Regions from separate parts of the Sus scrofa genome. Here regions 1, 2 and 3 are each linked to region 4. A link is a contact called in public Hi-C and HiChIP or PLAC-seq data. All regions are on one chromosome and are shown on one strand. Each heading gives the region's core, a stretch centred on a gene start, on an enhancer-like site or on the middle of the called end of the contact. The rest is flanking DNA. Distances are from core to core; before and after follow the strand shown. Region 1 overlaps MGAT5 (alpha-1,6-mannosylglycoprotein 6-beta-N-acetylglucosaminyltransferase A). Region 2 overlaps MGAT5 (alpha-1,6-mannosylglycoprotein 6-beta-N-acetylglucosaminyltransferase A). Region 3 has its middle 150 kb from the start of MGAT5. Region 4 holds the start of MGAT5 (alpha-1,6-mannosylglycoprotein 6-beta-N-acetylglucosaminyltransferase A).

What was found. Hi-C and Micro-C count contacts between places; a contact is called where the count stands out from the background. HiChIP or PLAC-seq counts read pairs in DNA pulled down with a chosen protein or histone mark.
Region 1: an H3K27ac HiChIP or PLAC-seq map of alveolar macrophages shows a contact between it and region 4. The contact joins the enhancer-like site here to the promoter of MGAT5 in region 4. A contact is called at or near these places in 2 of 5 promoter capture datasets (fetal liver and fetal skeletal muscle), 3 of 47 Hi-C or Micro-C datasets (alveolar macrophages, epiblast stem cells and mesenteric adipose tissue) and 2 of 2 datasets of contacts at active chromatin or transcription factors (alveolar macrophages and skeletal muscle).
Region 2: a contact with region 4 is called in an H3K27ac HiChIP or PLAC-seq map of alveolar macrophages, with 9 times the contacts expected there. The contact joins the enhancer-like site here to the promoter of MGAT5 in region 4. A contact is called at or near these places in 3 of 5 promoter capture datasets (fetal liver and liver), 20 of 47 Hi-C or Micro-C datasets (alveolar macrophages, blood, brain and 10 more) and 2 of 2 datasets of contacts at active chromatin or transcription factors (alveolar macrophages and skeletal muscle).
Region 3: a contact with region 4 is called in a Hi-C map of liver, with 5 times the contacts expected there. The contact joins the enhancer-like site here to the promoter of MGAT5 in region 4. A contact is called at or near these places in 4 of 47 Hi-C or Micro-C datasets (embryonic fibroblasts, heart right ventricle, liver and 1 more).

What each region holds. Positions count from the first base shown.
Region 1 is chr15:17,750,381-17,753,397 of Sscrofa11.1, reverse strand. All of the region lies in intron 2 of MGAT5 (alpha-1,6-mannosylglycoprotein 6-beta-N-acetylglucosaminyltransferase A), which reads left to right. Among named protein-coding and RNA genes, the nearest start is that of MGAT5, 170 kb to the left of the region's middle. Within about 2 kb of position 1,472, at least 15 of the 83 cell types and tissues checked have an H3K27ac peak or open chromatin away from gene starts, as enhancers often do. A contact at or near this core is called in alveolar macrophages, where this site is marked.
Region 2 is chr15:17,772,692-17,775,589 of Sscrofa11.1, reverse strand. All of the region lies in intron 1 of MGAT5 (alpha-1,6-mannosylglycoprotein 6-beta-N-acetylglucosaminyltransferase A), which reads left to right. Among named protein-coding and RNA genes, the nearest start is that of MGAT5, 150 kb to the left of the region's middle. Within about 2 kb of position 1,514, at least 20 of the 83 cell types and tissues checked have an H3K27ac peak or open chromatin away from gene starts, as enhancers often do. A contact at or near this core is called in alveolar macrophages, omental adipose tissue and subcutaneous adipose tissue, where this site is marked.
Region 3 is chr15:18,065,335-18,068,194 of Sscrofa11.1, reverse strand. No RefSeq gene overlaps it. Among named protein-coding and RNA genes, the nearest start is that of MGAT5, 150 kb to the right of the region's middle. Within about 2 kb of position 1,579, at least 4 of the 83 cell types and tissues checked have an H3K27ac peak or open chromatin away from gene starts, as enhancers often do. A contact at or near this core is called in liver, where this site is marked.
Region 4 is chr15:17,917,565-17,920,669 of Sscrofa11.1, reverse strand. It overlaps MGAT5 (alpha-1,6-mannosylglycoprotein 6-beta-N-acetylglucosaminyltransferase A), which reads left to right and starts at 1,397. Exons shown (of 17, transcript XM_021075187.1): 1 at 1,397-1,533. It also overlaps the pseudogene LOC100152750.

The DNA of each region.
Region 1 (3,017 bases), core at 223-2,722, 170 kb after region 4:
CTCATGTTGCAACAGAAGAAAGGGTGGGGGAAAAACTGTAATTGTAATGTATACATGTACGGATAACCTGACCCCCTTGCTGTACAGTGGGGAAAAAAAAAAAAAAAAAAAACCAAGTAGCAGAAGCCCAGAGGTTAATTCCTGTTAAGTATGTTGAGAAGCAGCAGGTCAGAGATGGCTGCTGGCTGGCAGGCCCATAGTGGTCCTTAAGGGCCAGTGCAGCATGGTGGATAAGAGCTGTGGGGCCTGGAACCAGATTGTCTGGGTTTGGACACTGGATCTACAGTCACATGGGACAAAAAAGTTAACTGCTCTATACTGTGGTTTACTACCCCGTAAAATGGAGATAGGAATGACAACCTGTTTCACATATTGTCTTGGCAGAGTCGCATGAGTTCATCCATGTAAAGTGCTTAGGACAGGAGCTGACACATAAGACTCGGTAAATGGTAGTGGTGGTGGAAGGGCAGCAGCAGCAGCAGCGACTGTAGCAATAGCAGCAGTGGTAGCATTAGGGCAGTTCTGGTGATGGTGAACATCAACATCCTTCTCGTCCTCATGAATCCCTTTATTCACACTATGTCGCCCAGTCACAAAAGGTCCATCTCTGGTAGGTGAGGATCAACACGGGATAGTAGGTCACATTTATTAATTGATGAAATTCTGCATTGCAAGAATTGAGGAATAGGGTCCCTTAACTAAGGTGACGTGACAGCTTTGTATTCTACCTAGGGTGTGTGCCATCACCAATAACTACGGGTGGAGGCACTCTGTCTAGTTGTCTTGTTGCCTTTTAGCAAAAAGGCAAAAAGGTTGCAAAACATTATCAGCCCCTGTGTGACCTGCAGCCTGGCCAGGCTTCTTTTGGCTCCAGTTCCCTCATTGTACTTCCCAGAATGAACCTAATTCAGTGGTCCTCAAGTGGGGTAGGGGCAGTTGTGCCTCCCTCTGCAAAGGACACTGGCAATGTCTAGAGACATTTCTGATTGTCACTTGGGGGGGGGGGTTCTACTGTCATTTAGTAGCTAGAGTCTGGGGATGTTGCTAAAACACCCTACACTCCTCAGGACAGCCCCCCACCCCGTTCCCCGACACGTACAGCCAAGAATTATCTGTCCCAAAGTGTCAATTGTGTTGAAGTTGAGAAACCTTGAATTAACTCAAACTAGAGGGTCAGGGACTCTGTGTCTGGGTCACTGCAATTTCTGGCAGTGATTAAATGCCATTTTTACACGTGGACTCCGTGGTTAGTGATACAGGCTCTGGAGATGGGGCCCTCTGGAAATAGGAGAGATTGATATTTATCTGAGGAGCAGTTTCTTTGCAGTGAAACTGGCCACCTCTGAGTGACCCCATTGCCCCATCTGCATGACTAGCCTCTGGCCATCTTCAGAGCTCTGGACAAGCAGTCAGCGCTTCAGACTTAGTGTCAGGGCAGAGCCAGTGGCTGCCCGTGGCTGCCCATGCCAGCTAATGACATGTCAGGGACAGGCTGTGAGTCATGCTAACTGTGGGACTACAGCCCCTGGAGGAGAGTGATCTCATGACCTTCTGGATAAAGTGATAAAGCTGTGTATTACTCAGGGAGAGATTTCTCCAGGAAGGAGGAGAGCATTTTCCAAAGGTTTTCTTTTTTATTTATCTATGTAACAGGCCCTTATGTAGCGCTTATTAAATGTGCTGGGCAGTGTTCAAAATATTTTCTCAAAATTAACTCATTAAGTTCTCATAACAAGCCCATAGAGATAGACTTACTCTTTTTCACTCTTTTACAAATAAGGATACAGGAATGGAGAGTGAGGACTTAAACTTAGGAAGCTTGGCTCTTTTTTTTTTTTTTTTTAGGGCTGCACCCTCAGCATATGGAAGTTCCCAGGCTAGGGGTCAAATTCGAGCTGTAGCTACCAAGCTATGCCACAGCCACAGCAACTTGGGATCCAAGCCGTGTCTGTGACCTATATATCATAGCTCACGGCAACGCCGGGTCCTTAACCCACTGAGAGAGCCCAGTGATGGAACCTGCATTCTCATGGTTGCTAGTCAGATTCGTTAACCAGTGAGCCATGATGGACACTCTGAAGCTTGGCTCTTAATCACTCTGCTGTGGATGAACGTCGCCGAATTTCATACTTAGTTTCTTTTTTCTACTCTGGCTCTTGACTTCTGGTCCCAGGGAGGTGTCAGGGAATTAGGCAGACCTGAGTCAAGTCCAGGGTCTGAAATTTTTGATCTCTGTAACTCTAAGCATATTGCTTCCCGTCTGTGAACCTCAGTTTTCTCATCTGCAAAACGAAGTCATAGCTACCTCACAGAATGTAAAGATAAAAGGGATTCCTTATAAATATGCATGGCATGTAATAGGGAATTCATGAACCTCGAGTTCCCTCCAAGCTTCTTTGTTATATTTTCAGCCTATTGTTCTAATGTCATGGCCAGCTCATTTTGCTAACTACCTGTGGGTAAGGAAGACACTGAGGAGCAGAAAATAGACCTGGTCAGATATTTGCAAGAATGAGTGAAGATACAAACTGTTAAGTGCTACGCAACAAACTGTAAACTATGATGTTTGGTGTGGGGGGAGTGGTGGAGAGATTGAGATGATGCACATAGAACCAGATTCTCAGGATAAAGACGTGGGCTCTGTTTCTGTTTGTCGTTTTAGTCAGCTCCAGTGATGCTGTCTGTAAACCACTAAGAACACAGACTTCCGCATCAATTACATGTCTTTGTTGGGATGAGCTTCTCTTTTGTCCTGGCAAAATAGGAAGCTGTGGGAGCTGTTGGCCGAGGGTTACTGGCTGTGTTCTGGGGCTGGTGGATTGATCCAGTGTGAATTTCTTTGTTGGCCGGATCGGAGCACCTGCTCAGTGAGAGTTCGCTCTGTTCTCAGTGGAATGGAAGGTGGCAGCTTCCCATTTGTCTCATATTAGGACTTCTGCATCCTACTCCCCAAACTATATGCTACTTCCCTGGCCCACTCCCAACTCATAAGTGAGTCTGAATTCTGTCCATACAGA
Region 2 (2,898 bases), core at 265-2,764, 150 kb after region 4:
CGGACCAGACTTTGAGTAGCAAGACTGTAGAGGTGCTGGTTACTAGAGGTATTGGTGGACCTTGAGGCCATTAGGTCAGCCTCAGATGTCAGCGAGAGGTTAATAAAAGCTGTTAACATCCAACATTCTATCTCAACAAGTCCTTCCATAGCATGGAGTCTAACAGGCCTCTGCAGTGGGCTCCCTCTTCCTGAAAGGCTGCCCTCTTGGGCATTGGTCTGAGAAGACCAGCGCGTGATTCTTGAAGGGGAAAACGTAGATGGCCTAGTAAGCCAGTACATCTGCATTTGTAGAGAATAGAGTTTATCATTCAAATACTAGGATAGACCACACTTTGGATCCCACTAGATAGAACCTGTAGACCTGACAGCAGGAATATCTTTCCTAGGATGTAATTATTTAAAATCACCTCCACAGCGGAAAAATGAAAATACCCCTGCTTGGGCCAAACTTCAGACCAAGTAAATCGAATCTTTAGGCACGAGACCTGGGCCTCTTTTTTAAAGGAGCCCAGGTGATTCTTAAGTTCATCAGGGTTGAGAGGCCCAGGTTTAGACAGCCTTTAACTTGGAGCAGGGAACTCCCCCGAGATGCTCCATTTTAACCTGAGCTAGATTCATCATTTGTGGAATCCCGCAGCTTGGCAGATATTTGCAGTATTGAGAGAGTTGACCTTGGTTTATAAATTAAGGGACAAATAACCAGCTTCTGATGGTTGAGTTCTTCCCAAAGAAAATTCAGACTTGGAGCATTTATGACCCAGGATCTGCCAAGACCCAGGGCCTTGGGCTACATGTGGATTTGCTATAAACCTGTTTTAGAAGTGATGGGAAATTCATTCTGTGGTTCAAATTTGATAAGCCTCTGAGTGGCCACTTCCAACTATGTGTACATGGGAATGTGCTCATCTTCTCACTCACCAGCTAGTTTTTGAAAACTTTTAACCTGTTTCTCTTGATCAATTCCAGTGCCTGGAGGACTGCTGCATTTCTGAAGCACTCGTGGGCCAGCACCCAACCTGTGTCCCTCTCCCAGTACAGCAGTGGGGAGACCTGACACTGGGGTGATTGGCTTGTAGAGTTCAAGGAGCACTTGTTGAATGATGAGCTTGATCTTGAGGACCTTGACCCCTTTCTGGGAAGTAATTTTCATGATTTTTGTGACTCTGGTTTTCTTTATTACTGAGGCCATCTGGGGCCTGTTGTCATTCACAAGTGTTTTCTAGATGTAGAGAGTTGCCAGAAGTGTGATCCTCAGAGGGGAAAAAATGCATTTAGTACTTAGAAAATTCCTTTGTGGTTTTACTGTCCTTTGGCTCTGAGTGAAATCGAATCTTTTGAGTGTTTTCATCCAACATCGAGGTGACCTACCTAACAAATTTACACACCCTGTTATCTTTTCACAGACCATTCCTTTCTTCTTCCTAGAGAGTCATTATCGGCCTGTCATAATGTGTGTTCATGGCTTCCTGGGCTGGAAGCCAGGTGACAATCCTTTTCTATTTAAGACTGTCTGACGCAGCAACGTCCAGACTTTGGCTTCTCGAAGCCTTCTTCCCTGTGCCTTGATTTGTAGACTAAGATCTTTATGGAGCAAAGCCTCAGTGCCATATACTAATTAGTAAATGGGGGCATCGCCAGCCCAGGCATGAGCTCCTCCGTGGGTGCCAAGATCATGCTGGCACTGAAGTATGTGCGGGAGAATGAGGCTCATCTGTCAGTCAGCTTGGGACAGCGTCAGAAACAGCCCACCTCTCATCTCTCTGTGGCCTCTAGTCTTAGCTCTGGGCTCTGAGCCCACTCATCCTCAGGGCTGGTGACCAGCTCCTGACTCACCGGGTCTGCTTCTCCTTGCCTTGCGGTCTAGTCCTACAGGCTGCCCTTCTCTGAGCCCTTTCCTACGGGAGGGGTAAGGTCCTGCTAATTGGTTAAAGCAGTGATTATCACCCAGGCTGCTTTTACCTTTTAGGGAACTTTTTTTGTTTGTTTGTTTTTAGGGCCGCACCCACGGCATATGGAGATTCCCAGGCTAGGGGTCTAATTGGAGCTGTAGCTGCTGGCCTATACCTCAGTCACAGCAACGCCAGGTCCGAGCGACCTACACCACAGCTCACAGCAACACTGGATCCTTAACCCACTGAGCAAGGCCAGGGATCAAACCCACAACCTCACGGTTCCTAGTCGGATTCGTTAAAACACTGAGCCATGACGGGAACTCCCCCTTTAGGGAACATTTGACGATGACAGAATACATTGTTGATTGTTACAGTCAGGATTGGTGGGTTCTAAGGGCATCTATCTAGCTGCTAGAGGGTGGGAAACTGGCAAAAATCCTGCAATGTTCAGGGCAGCCCCCTGCCACAAAGAATGATCTGGCCTCAAATGCCAGTTGTACTATGGATTGAGATACTCTGCATTAAATGGATTTATTTCACTTTTCAGGGACCTGTGCTTTTTGTTATGGTTTCGTGGATGTTTTCAGAATTCTTGCAGTTGCTTGTAGTTTCATTTTTTTGTTGCTGGGAAATCCTCTCAGCTGTGAATAACCTAGGAGCCCAGTAAATGAAACTTACAGAACTTATCTGATCTGGAACTTACCTGATCCGGAAGCAACATCTTCCTTCTCATTCCTTTTGTCACCCTTTCTCTTTTGTCTATGTGCCAGTAGTGTGCATGCCTTCTGTCCAAGAGCAAAGTGGGAAGACAGTCATCAAATGGGCTTTTCAACTGTTTTCCATACCCCACTGTGCCCCCTAGTGGAGGTGGCCGCATGCACAGTGGCCAGCGCTGGGGGGTGGGAGTGGGGGTGGGAAGGAGGTCTGTTCTGGATACAGAGTCATTAGCTTTATTACAGTATTTGAAAATTTAGTTATCTGTCAATACCAGTTCTGGAGCCCTG
Region 3 (2,860 bases), core at 330-2,829, 150 kb before region 4:
GTTAATCTCCTCCTTCCAAAAAGAGAAACACCCAGAATAATGTTTGATGAAATATCTGGACCTCTCCATGGCCTAGGCAAGCTGACATCTAAAATGAACCATCCCCCAGCATCAGCAGCAGAGAGAACAGCTATGCTGCTTGTGCCCCCTGGGGCAGGTGTCCCCCAGCCCTGACACAGCCACTGGTGCCACTGTAATGTGCACAAGGGGTGCCCAGAGACCACCGGAACCTAGCACAGTAGCCAACACTTCACAGTCAGCACACACTTGGAGCTCATGCAGGGCAGCCTGAGGGTCCCACAAAGAAGGCAAGAATAGGGAGTTCCCATTGTGGCTCAGTGGAAAGAAATCTGACTATGAGGACGCAGGTTCAATCCCTGGCCTTGCTCCCTGGGTTAAAGATCCGGCATTGCCTTGAGCTGTGGCAGAGGTCTCAAACATGCCTTGGATCTGGTGTTACTGTCTGTGGCGTAGGCCAGCAGTTATAGCTCTGATTCGCCCCCTAGCCTGGGAACCCCATATGCCATGAGTGTGGCCCCAAAAAGACCAAAAAAAGAAGGCAGGAATGTAACTCTGCAGACCCTTTATCAAAGCTACCTCTTCTGGAGGAAGAAGAATGTGCCCCTCCTCACTTATAGCCACTTCCTCACCCTGTGAACCAAACTATATATTTTTTTTCATTTTTCAGAAATTCTATTGAAGTGTAGTTAATTTATAATATTGTGTTAATTTCTGCTGTACAGAAAAATGATTCAGTTATACATGTACACACATCCATTCTTTTTCATTTTCTTTTCCCATGTAGATTATCCCAGAATACTGAGTAGATTTCCCTGTGCTATACAACAGGTACTTGTTGACCATTCATTCCATATACAATAGTGTGCATATGCCAATTCCAAACCCCCAATTCGCCCCACCACCTGATCCCTTTGTAACCATAAGTTTGTTTCCTATGTCCATGGGTCTGTTTCTGTTGTATAAATAAGTTCACTTGTATCAGTTTTTCAGATTCCACATAGAAGTGAAATCATGATATTTGTCTTTCTCTGGTTTACTTCACTTAGTATGATCATGTCTAGGTCTATCCATGTTGCTGCAAATGGCATTATTTCATTCTTTTTTATGACAAAGTAACATTCCATCGAATATTCTGTTATGTATATATATCACATCTTTTTTATCCATTCCTCTGTTGATGGACACTTAGGTTGTTTCCATGTCTTGAATATTGCAAATAGTGCTGCTATTAACATTGGGGTGCAAGTGTCTTTTTTAATTAGAGGTTTTTGTCTTTCCTGGATGTATACCCAGGAGTGGGATCACTCATATGCTATTTCTCACCCACAAACTATATGCTTCAACTTTCTCTTCCCTCATCTTGAGCTCCTTCCCCCCCCAAACTCCTTTAATTTTCCTACAACTAGCTCCCCAGACACTCTTACTTAGCCTCCCCACCCCCATTAGCTCTCCACGTGATCAGGCACATCTGAACCCTAAGATAAACACAATACACAAGTCAAAATTTAAACCAGGCTGGGAAACTTGCCGAAGGTCTCAAAGCCCTCAAGACTTCAAGGAATGAGCCTCTGGTGTCAGCAGAGTATCTGGGAGTGGAGTCAAGTGGGAAGTTTGAGAGCACTGGGATAAAGTGGGGGGCCTCCAATCACACCAGATACACCCTGTCCCATCTCTTGGCTGGATGGTTTTCCTTACAAGCCACTTTACCTGCCCTTGGGTGGCCTTTCTGATCCTGAGCTGCCCTTGAAACAGGAATATACTCCAGCTAGAACTCCCCTCCCTCCCCCTTGGTGACGGGCAGATAGCTGAATAAAAGAGTAACTTTCCTCAACCTGACTTATCAGCCTGTCCAGCTGAACCTGGCAGATAGAGACTTCCCAGGACTGTTGGAAAAAGCATACATATTTCATAGAAACCTAATCTAGTTGGGCATGTGGAGGTTGGAAAAGAAAGCCCTGGGGAGTGCTTCCCTCGAGGGTAAGCAGGCAGGACCAGCACAATGCAGTGAAAGCTGAGAGCTGGAAGGCCCCAGCAGGGAGGATAATTCTTAGGCCAGGCCTGCAGAGGTAGGGTGGGGATGGGCAGAGCCAATGAGCAGGCTTCAGGTCCAGGGAGCACAAGCTGTTCAAGCGGGCTTGGCAGAAACCTTTCAGCTTGATCAGGGAATGGGCTGACTTCCAGCCCTGCCCCAAATAGGCCCATGTACAGCTTGTTTTCCAAAGCCTGGCCACAAGTACCCTCTGCTCATGGCTGAACAAGGTGTCAGCTAAACGCACAGGTTCAAAATCAGGTGGTTCTGGGTCTCAAGTCCTGCTTGGCCCTTCTTAGGAAGAAGATTTGAAACCTGTTACTTTTGTCCTTCAGAGTCATGATTCCATATCTATCAAGACCTGTCTTGTATGAGATGTAATAACAGCATCATTAACAGCTCCATACTGACATTAAGGACTCAGATTTCTCTTTCTATTGTGTCTCCCTAGTACACAACTTCCATTCTTAAGGTCACCTCATAGTCCAAGAGGCCCTTTGAACTTTCAAACTACAGGTGAAAAGAAGGAGAAAAGTCAATACAGCAAAAGAAAGGGAAAAAAGCCTCTATAGTTTTTGCACTTTTTTTTTTTTTTTTTTTTTTTTTTTTTGCTTTTTAGGGCCACACCTGCAGCCTATGGAAGTTCTCAGGCTAGGGGTTAAATCCGAGCTGTCGTTACCAGCCTACACCACAGCCATAGCAACACAGTGTCCAAGCCTCTTCTGCAACCTACACCACAGCTCATGGCAAAACCTCAACCCACTGAGTAAGGCCAGGGATCGAACCTGTGTCCTTGTGGATACTAGTCAG
Region 4 (3,105 bases), core at 148-2,647:
TTCTATTAAGATCCTGGAGACAGGAGACCTCTTAAACCAGCTGGGTGGCCCTGAGAACTTATGTACAAAGTGAGACACTTTAATTCATTTTTAGGGTCTAAGAATTCCATCATCTTCAGTTTTTAAATGCTTCTGCTAGGGAGGATGGGCAATAAGATAGGGTGATCTAAGTTCAAGAAAGAAGATCAGGCGTTCCCCTTGTGGTTCAGTGGGTTATGAACTGGACTAGTATCCATGAGGATGCAGGTTCCATCCCTGGCCTTGCTCAGTGGGTTAAGGACCTGGCGTTGCTGGGAGCTGTGGTGTAGATTTCAGACATGGCTTGGTTCCTACATTGCTGTGGCTGTGGTATAGGCTGATTCGATGCCAAGCCTAGGAACTTCCATATGCTGCAGGTGTGGCCCTAAAAAGCCAAAAAAAAAAAAAAAAAAAAAAAGCAGACAGAAGCCATCCCCCCCCCCCCCCCGGGGTGTGTGTGTGTGTGTGTGTGTGTGTGTGTGAATTGGTGGGGGTGGAGAAATTCTGCAGGGAAGGTAAGGGAAAGCTCAACATAAACTTGATACAGTAACTTCATGTAATGACTGGTTCCAAGGCTTGGAATTTGATGGGGTTATGAACCTTGCTGTTTCCACCCCTAGGTAATCCACCAGGGCACTTGCCTTCCATTCCATCTACTACTTAACAAGGATCTATAATGCTTAGCCATGTAAATGCACAGCATTCTCTCTCCTGGGGCTTGGCTGGATTTAATATGTCATGTCAGTCAATGTTCTTTGTGGTGCCTTCAGGGCTTGGGAGTTGTTTTATTTCTTTTTGAATTTACAACAGCACAGTGTTCAGCTAACCTGCCCAGAGTGTTCATAAAATCCATTGGCAGGAGAGGGGAAGAAAAAGAGAAAGAAAATTCATTTATTGAGTGCCTGCTATGTGCCGGACATTACTAAATACTTCACGTGTATTTTTATCTCTTCTTCAAAATAACCTCACAGAGCCTCATTTATTATGTTTGTAGATAAAGATGTTGAATTCAAATGGCTAAGTGGTTTGTTCAAGGTCACAAAAACCAAGTGGCAGGAACTCACACTGCTTCATATAACACACTCTACAAAGATGGAAACGGAGGCTCAGGGCACTGATTCCAGCTGCCGGTACCAGCAGTTAAGTCCATAATCTCCCCTCACTGGGCTTCAAGTGCTGGAAGGTCAGGAGTGCTGAGAGGCCTGGACTACACCTCTCTGGAGGGTGCACTGTCACATCAGTATTTGCACACTGCCCCTATCCTTGCTAGAATGTTATTTGTGATCGCAAGCAAACTATCTCCCTAACTCCCTTCTTCCTTTGGGCTGCGGAATTGAAGGCTTGGTAGAAGTCCTTTCCGACAGAGTTGGGAGTTTGCAGACGGCCCCTGAGAGGCTGGGGCGTTCAGAATTGGCTGAGCGCTCCGCGGGGAGGGCGGGGAGTTTGCCGAACGTCCCTGGCCGGAATCCCTGCGTTAGAGAGCTGCGAGCCCAGAACCCGGGAGAAGTTGGAAAGGTCGGTAGGGGAGGGCTGGAAGAAATTGCGATCAGATCCCCGCCCTGGTCGGCTGCGCCCGGGAGGAGAGTCTCTGCAGTGTCCAGGTCGAGTGTGGACGCGCCGCGCGCGGCCCCGCCAGGGCTGAGAGTTTGCAGACCATCCCTGCCGCGGCCCGCTCGGCGGCGGCCCTGCGGCTCCCCCTGCAGCCGCGGCGGCCCCGGGCGCGATCGAGCCCAGTTAGCCGCGCCGCAGGCTCGGGGCGCCGCGACCCCTTGCCCCGCCGCGCCCTGGGCCCCGCGTGGACGGCGGCTGGCGGGCGCTCCCGGCTGCTGCTGCTGCCCAACAAGGAGGTGAGAGCCAATGTGTCGGGGCAACAGCGTCAAAGCTCTCCATCTCCCCGGGGAGATGAACGCAGAGGGGACAGCGGAGGGCGAGGGGAGCTGCGCGCAGGGGTGGGGGAGAGTCTGCACTGAGTGCTGCGTGGCCGGGGGGATTCCGGCTGCCGCCCCCCGCCGTCTGCGTGGGTGCCCCAGCCGCTCTGCGGGACCCGGGAGTGCAAACGAGGACGCGCCTGGGGGCGCCCACCTGCCCGGAGCAGCCCCTTCCCCGGGGAAGCTGCAGGCGGCCCCCATGCCTCTGAGAAGGGGGAGATTGTGGGCTTTTCAAGGGACTGTCCGGAGGAGGCTTTGGTTGCGCGGGCTGGAGGCAAGCGGCCAAGGATGGCAGGTGGGCGCTCGGACCGGGGAGGAGCCTGGTGGGGTTCACGCTGCGGGTGTGTGCTGGACTGGGGTCCCAGGGACTTGGGCGCTCAGGGCAGGCTCAGCCTTGGGCCAGTGGGGAGGAAGAAGAAGGGAGGTTGGCTCCGGGCCCTAGGGGGAGAGGGATGCGGCAGGCAGGATCTCTGGTCCAGGAAACCTGGGAGCGTGGGGGTGTCCCCCACCTTTGGAGGATCTCCACGGGCCCACCACCCCGCGGGCGTGATCTGCGAGGCTGCCTGGCCGGAGAGGCTGAGGGGAACGCGGAGCGCACACCCGCGCACACAATCCCCGAGAGCATGCTCAGTGTGGCCCTGGGAACTTCCTGCCGAGTAGCGAGCCGCTCCGGCCCCCTCCCGGCCCCCTCCCGGCCCGCTGCTGGTAAAGTTGGGGGCGCGGCTCCGGCGTGTCGCCCTTTCGCGCCTCCGACCCCTGCCTCGCCTTTACCCGGCTCCTGGCGCTGCTCACGCTGATCACCCCCGCGGCCGAGAACCGGGGCGTGGATGTCACCCCCAGCTTCCTCAGGCCAGGTCCGAGGCCGGTGGCCAGAGGCCTGGCGTTGAAGCTGCTAGAGGCGGGGAGGAGGAGGACCCGTTGGCGATGCGCTCGCGGTGCTCAAGGTCCCGGCGCCGGCACTGGGTGGAAGGGGGTGTGTGAGCCCGGGGACGCTCGCGCACACACTGGCTGTCACACAAAGCCGTGGTTTCGTAGCTGCCGCGCGGAAGAGGGAAGAGGTGGCGCTTGCATTGTCCAGCCACGTTTGGAGCGCCAGCAGGGTCCTGGGCGCTTGGAGGCTGCAGGAACCTGACGATGCATAGGGTTTTCAGAGACGCCG